2 separate regions of the Mus musculus genome follow, and region 2 is linked to region 1. Evidence: chromatin contacts called from public HiChIP or PLAC-seq data. All regions are on one chromosome and are shown on one strand. The core of a region is the stretch at or near the end of the contact, and the rest is flanking DNA. Distances in the headings are between cores, read along the strand shown. Region 1 holds the start of Vim (vimentin). Region 2 holds the start of Stamos (signal transducing adaptor molecule (SH3 domain and ITAM motif) 1, opposite strand).

Region 1 (3,369 bases), core at 242-2,741:
CAGAAAATAAAGCCTTCATGTTCCAAAGACTGCCCTAAATAGTGGAGTTTTTCAATCTGTGCGCTTTCCGCCGCCAGGGGGCTTTACAAGCAGACGTGAAGTTCTGCACCTTTTAAAACCTAAGGGAAGTAACTTTTAGAACCGCTCGCGGGTTGGCTCCATTGGGCTGCTGGCTGCATGTGAAAAAGAAGTCTACAAACCTGTCTGAATGACTGCAGGGTGCTTTCGGCTTCCTCTCTCTGGAGCATCTCCTCCTGCAATCTGAAGCAGCAGCACATTAATCAAAGGGGAACTGGAAAACCGCCAGGGGCGGGGCGGCCACACCCAACCACAAATGCCGCCAAGCCTTGAGTCCAGAGCTGCTGTGACACCTCCACCCACAGTAGTTACTGCAACTTGTCGAGGTGGCAGCTCTCTGCAGGTGTTAGCTGGAGTTGGGGCACACTGGAAAAGACAATCACTGCCCTTCCCTTACAATTACAGCCAATCCCCTGTCCCAATATCCCAGATGCCTTTGCCATCTCTTTGTCTGGAACCCTTCACACCCATTCTTTCCTCCTGTCTGGTAACTGTAAGCCCAGAAGAAGGACCTAAGAAACTTTCTAAAAAGTTCAATGGAAGTGCTTGAGTGAGGCGAAAAGAGAAATGTTCACTGCAAAGTTTAGGTTCAGGGTGGGGCCCGCTTCCTCTGCTATCCTCCAGACAACCGCCACCCCAGCCACATCCCCAAGGGCGTGGCAGCCCCAGTGCAAGGCCCAGGACTCCCCTCCCTCCCACACCCCACCACTCGCGTAGGTCAGGCCTTACTTCTCTCGCAGCCGCATGATGTCCTCGGCCAGGTTGTCCCGCTCCACCTCGACACGGGCCTTGTCGTTGGTGAGCTGATCCACCTGCCGGCGCAGCTCCCGCATCTCCTCCTCGTACAGGTCGCCCAGGCGCGACTTGCCCTGGCCCTTGAGCTGCTCGAGCTCAGCCAGCAGGATTTTGTTCTGCTGCTCGAGGAAGCGCACCTTGTCGATGTAGTTGGCAAAGCGGTCATTCAGCTCCTGCAGTTCTACCTTCTCGTTGGTGCGGGTGTTCTTGAACTCAGTGTTGATGGCGTCGGCCAGCGAGAAGTCCACCGAGTCTTGAAGCAGCCGCACGCCCGGCACGCTGCTCCGCAGGCGCACTGCCGAGGACCGGGTCACATAGGCGCCACCGGGGGATGAGGAATAGAGGCTGCGGCTAGTGCTGGGGCGCAGTGCGCTGCCCAGACTGTAGGTGCGTGTGGACGTGGTCACATAGCTCCGGTTGGAGCTGGGCCGGCTCGATGTGCCGGAGCCACCGAACATCCTGCGGTAGGAGGACGAGGACACAGACCTGGTAGACATGGCTTCGAAGGTGGGCTGGCTTGCTGCGGCTGGAAAAACTGCAACAAGGGAATGAGGGCGCGGTGGCTGTGAATCGTAGGAGCGCTGGGGTCTCTGGGGTCCCGGAGCAAGAGTGGCAGAGGACTGGACAACGCCAAGGGCGCTGCTTTTATAACACTGTTAGGAAAGAGGGTCCCCTCCCACTGCCATCCTAGCCGCCGAGCGAGCCAGCCAATGGGGACCCGGAAAGAAGTGAGGAAGGGGGGTGGGGGAGGGAGCTCCCCTCGAGCCTTCCTCCAGGGCTGTAGGGTATCAAGCACAGTCCTGTTACTAATTGGAAGTGCTAGGCCTTTCAGGGGCTTTCCTGGTGATCACCCGAACTCTCTACTCACCCTTGGGTGCTGAGAAAGAAGGGATCGCGGGAAGGATTCATGGGGGAAGGAAGGGGGGCTCTGGAAAGTTGAGTAAAGCGATCCCTGGCACTGGGCCAAAGGGGCGTGGGACTAGGCGCGCTGGTAGGAGGGGCGTGGTCGCAGTCGCAGATCTGCGGTCTTCTGGGACTGGGTGGGTGGGGAGATCCGAGAGCGGAGGAGCAGGAAGAGCCTGCAAAAGCAGTCCTGCAGATCGGAAGCCGGGGAGAGAGAAACAAAGAGGGCCCGAGATTGGGGGTGGAGAAGCACACAGCCCAAGATATCTGGCTCAAGACCTTTGCAGAGGGCTTGTTTGACGTGGTCATATCCCCTGATCTAACGGACTCAGTTCAACTAGAGAGGATTAGGAGCCACTGCCTCTGGAGTAAAGCCCAGGGGACGGGGTGGGGTCGCTGAGTCAGTGGATATGACTCATGGAGCCCTGAGGGTGAGATCGTCTAGCGGTTCAGGAAAACCGTTAGTTGAGATTGACTCCAGACTCCAAGAGCGCTAAGCTCATTCATTGTCCGAAGTTTTAAACCAACTTTGAGAATAACCGTTCTTGTGATTGTTGGGGAAGTGTGGAGAGTTCTCCTTAGAAAGAAACTCTTGCAGACCCGGGAGAGCCACAAAACACATCCACACACCCCTACCCCCATCCCCACCCCTGACGACAAAAGCTCCCTCCCTCCCTCCTTCCCTCCCTCCCCCTTTCTCTCTTTCTTTCTCTCTCTCTCTTTCCTGCATGAAACCACACCCTAAGTTCTGGGTGAAAGAGGAAACTACTTTGGTAATTTCAAAAGCAAGCCCAGTGATCTCGGCCTTTCTGAAAGTGGACTGCATTAGAAGATAAGCAAGTCGGACAAGAAACCATTGGGTTTTGCTAAAAAATCCAATTCGGTGAATGAGTTCGGAAGAAAGGCAGTTATGTAGCTCAAGTGATAAACTGAAGAAACAGATTTCTGTAGATTTTAGAGCAGCGATGCAGGGGAGAAGATTCTAGTGACTTGTCTGGGCAACGCCACAGATCCTATTTTCCACAAAGAAAAATCATGAAATCTAACTTGAAATGGCGACAACTGTCCACAAAACAAAAGGTTCAGAGTGTTGAGATGCAGCGACTGTCACCTTTTCAAAGGGAAAATGACCAGCTCAAGGCTATTGCTTCACGTTTGCTTCTAGGCAAGACTAAGGGGTCTCCGTTCTCCAAGGGAAAAGGACTTTTCAAGAAAGGGAAGTTAGGCCCTTTGTGATTAAGCACGGATAGAAAAATTACAGTTTCTTTTGGTTTGGGATTTGTGGAGTACTGAAACAAAAACAAACAAACTGGGAGATGGGTCCATTAGTGAATAGGGAAGGAAAAGGAGCTTGTATTTTGTTTTTGCTTTTGTTTTTCTTTGGAGCACAGAGTGTTCCCAGCTTACCTGGCAATTAAGAAAGGCCGTTTAGAGACACGTGCAGGATTTATGCTAGCTTTTTTGTACAAGACTCTTTGAAGCAACCCTTTGTGCACCTCATCTCAGTCAGTTCTGGGAATGCTGCGGTCAAGGTTGCCTGCAGGACTCTCTGGGACCCAGCTCTCCTGCTGTGCCTTTCTTTATTCTCCTTTC
Region 2 (3,369 bases), core at 554-3,053, 500 kb before region 1:
GAATCCACTGCAAATGTGAGTTCAAAAAAAAAAAACAGAAAGAATACATATTAGGCCCTGGGTTCCATTTCCAATACCACAAAAAGGAACAAGCCAGGAGAATATAAGTGTGACTGATTAGCAGAAAGCAAGATCATATAGGATCACTATAGGTGCCAGGAACAGAGGCAGCAAATATTGTTTTATTATAAGCATTTGTCCTAAAGACTGATGTAACAAATTGTAAAACAGCCAAAGAGCCGCAATGAGATGGTCTTCATGGTTGCATTTCTTGTCAATGAACACTGTGTTCAGTAAGTACTGGTGCTAAGCACTTATTAAACACAATTTCCCAATTCATTACTTATTTAGCACTATTGATGATTTCTAAAGTTCCATCCACAGCTCAGATTCAGGACATTCAACTGAATCACTATGAACCAGGCAGGAAGCGGCAGTAATAGTACATTTTCTCCAGTTGGCAAAATGTAAAATTCACCTCTAATAAACAAAATTCATAAAGTAACTCTCACAAGTTATCCTTACATTCTTTTACTACAGTTATGCTTAAATTCAGCCTGTGGGACTGGATGGTATTGGTTCGCTTTCATTCCACACTATGCTGCCAGTGTAGTTCAATGTAATGCATTCAAAAACATCCCAAAATTCTTTCAAGAAATTCAAATCAGGTCTGAAAAATAGATAGCTAACCTGTTAAATTGGTATGCTTGGTACCTAATACCAATGATTCAGACAACAAAAAATTTAGCATTTCAGACCCCATCCTAGAATCAAAATCCTCTTCCACACTTCCCCAAAGGCAGAGGCCCAGCCTGAAAAAGGCATCCCAAAGGCTCATGTCTGCGTTTTCAGTTGTTGCCAAGTAATCCATCTCCATCTCTTCCAACATTTCAACCTACCAGTACGTAACCAGACCTCTCTCCTCCAGGGACCGTTATAGGGCTATTTAAAAAACCCTTTAAGTAACCTTACCTAAAACATTCTGCCAGTTCCATTGGGCCAGGCAAATACTTTGGCGATAGAGCATATAATCAATCTGCTTAAGCCAAGATACGTCTGTCCTTCGCTCTTCTCCCAGAAGCCATGCCCCAGCGGCAGATGGCTTCGTCGTCTGTTCCTCCCGAGGCAACCCTTTACCCCGAATCCCTTAAGCGATTCCTTCAAAGCTCCCCCTCCCCAAGTCCCTTACCAAGGCCCATTAGAGAGGTTCTAAGTCCCATTTCTTCCAAAGAGGATGCGCCAAGCGCTCAACCCTCTCCCAACTCTGAACGAAGGGGCCCCGGGAGAGAAGAACGTGGGCTCGGCCTCGGGAATCCAGAATGAACGAACGCAGTGGGACGGGAGTCGGCGCGGGCTCGCAGTCTCGGGGGGCACCCACGGGGGGCGGTGAAAACACTTACCAACATCCTGGTCGAAGGGGTTGGTGGCAAAGAGAGGCATGTCCGCTGCGTGCCGAGGTGTCCCCGGGGACTGCCCCTCGACCCCGCGGCACTCTAGGGGTGACGGAGAAAGGAGGCCCCTCAGGTACAAACACAGCAAGGGCGCCTGCCTGCCAGTGCAGGGTCCCTCTCAGCCCCTCCTCTCACCCACCCCAGCAACAGAGGCGGCGGCGGCGGCAACAGCCGAGAAGCGGAACAGGCCCCCGCGCGGGGCGTGTCGGGAATGTAGGCGACTTGAGCGCTGCCTGAACACTGCCCGCTCCGGGTCTGGCCAGAGCCCGCCGCCTCCGCCGAGGCCCACGCGATGAGCCGCCGCTGTCTCTTCCTCTGCTGAGTTCCCGCGTGCCCGTGGGGTTAGCGGCTAGGTTCTCGGCTTTTCCATGTCCCCGGGCGTCTCGGGAGGACGAGGTCCTTCAGGCGCACCGAGGCCGACTAAGAGCCTCTAGAGTGAATAAGAGACTGGGAGAGGGAGAGGGTTCAGTTTGGGTCCAGCCAAACCCTTAATTTTTAACTCCTTGGGTTTATTCGATGGGTTGTTGTGATGTTGCAATCCCTCTAGAAAGTCAGGCAGTCCTTTGGGTTACCCGAGGAAAATGTTGAGCGCGCTCGTCGAGGGTTCATGGAAGTTGCTGGGATTGGAGTCATGTGAGCTGGTGGAGCTGGCCTGAATCCCTTGGAGGGAGTGTCGAGGCGCACAGCCTCTCGAGAGGCTGAGGTAACGCTGGCTCATTCCCCAGCCTGAGATCAGAGGGAGCCTTCCTGGGTGTGGGCTCCGACTGACTAAACGTGCAGTCACTGAGTCCCTGAGAAGATTAGACCTTCTCAGCCTGAGATAAGCACGCACACCCAACGGCAGAAATTGAAAAAAAAAAAAAAACACACACACACACATGAAAAATGGAGCCAGACATTGATGAGGACTCTTGGCAACTTAAAATGTTGATTTGGTGATCTAATTTGTACATATGTATGTAACGCACGCCCCCTCCCCAGCTCCCAACACACACACACACATTGTCCTCTAAATCATGTGAAATCTAAAGAATCATCTCTTGGAAATATTACGTAAAGTTAGCAAGTCGGTCTTGCACATGCACTGAGATTCGGTAAAAAGTGCCCAAATAGGGACCCTTACAAAAAGGGAAGCTTATAAACATGTCAACAAGATTTGTATAACAGTACAAACAGCTTGCTTACTAAACAGTTAAAGTCGAATTTTGGAGGAAGAGGAGCAAACTAAAGCATCGGTTAACGTTTTCAGTCATTTAAAACTAAAAGAATCCAAGGGATGGGAAACAAAGTTGCCTGATGGGGTATAAATTACAGCATTCTTAAGAGAAAGGATGGGAAGTATATAGCCAGCTTTTGGAAATGTGCCTCTGGTTCCAGTTATTCTGAATTTTAAATCTTACAGTCTTTTAAAACATGAACCAAGATATTAATGGCAGCGTTGTTTACAATATCAAAGTTTTGATGACCGCTAAACTGTCCGACATTAAAGAGATTGGACAAACTCCTCTGTCTGTTTCCTCATAAATAAGAAACGGAAATGACAAACCATTGAAGATGAAATAAATTACTAGAAGCAAATCCCCTGTAATAGTGTCTAGCATATAGTAAGCACTCAAGTGGAATCAATAGTTATAATTGTACTTATTTGGCCATTGAAAGTAAGAGCATAGATGTGTATTTACATAGACATCTGAGTGGATAAGAGTTTAAAAGGCTTTAAAGACTGACTGAGGATGAGCCTCAGTGATGGGGTACTTGTTTAGAATGTGAGAGGCTCTGGGTTCTGACCTTGGCACTGAAAAAGAAAAAAAAAAAAGCCTTCAAATATATGTGAAAAAATTCTACAATTTTAAACAACCTGAACGAAAATATTTTCTGAGTAACTTAATGAGCATAATTTTTCTTTCAAAGGGGTGGA

Evidence for each region. HiChIP or PLAC-seq counts read pairs in DNA pulled down with a chosen protein or histone mark.
Region 2: a FOXA1 HiChIP or PLAC-seq map of pancreatic cancer cells shows a contact between it and region 1. The contact joins the promoter of Stamos here to the promoter of Vim in region 1. A contact is called at or near these places in 4 of 39 promoter capture datasets (the HPC-7 cell line, cranial neural crest, hippocampal neurons and 1 more), 3 of 484 Hi-C or Micro-C datasets (CD4 T cells and embryonic stem cells) and 5 of 115 datasets of contacts at active chromatin or transcription factors (T-cell acute lymphoblastic leukemia, forebrain, memory CD8 T cells and 2 more).

The regions. Positions count from the first base shown.
Region 1 is chr2:13,572,433-13,575,801 of GRCm38.p6, reverse strand. Vim (vimentin) reads right to left here and starts at 1,491. Exons shown (of 9, transcript NM_011701.4): 1 at 808-1,491; 2 at 201-261. The coding sequence starts at 1,370.
Region 2 is chr2:14,072,368-14,075,736 of GRCm38.p6, reverse strand. Stamos (signal transducing adaptor molecule (SH3 domain and ITAM motif) 1, opposite strand) reads left to right here and starts at 1,803. Exons shown (of 2, transcript NR_038162.1): 1 at 1,803-2,154. Stam (signal transducing adaptor molecule (SH3 domain and ITAM motif) 1) reads right to left here and starts at 1,637. Exons shown (of 14, transcript NM_011484.3): 1 at 1,401-1,637. The coding sequence starts at 1,440.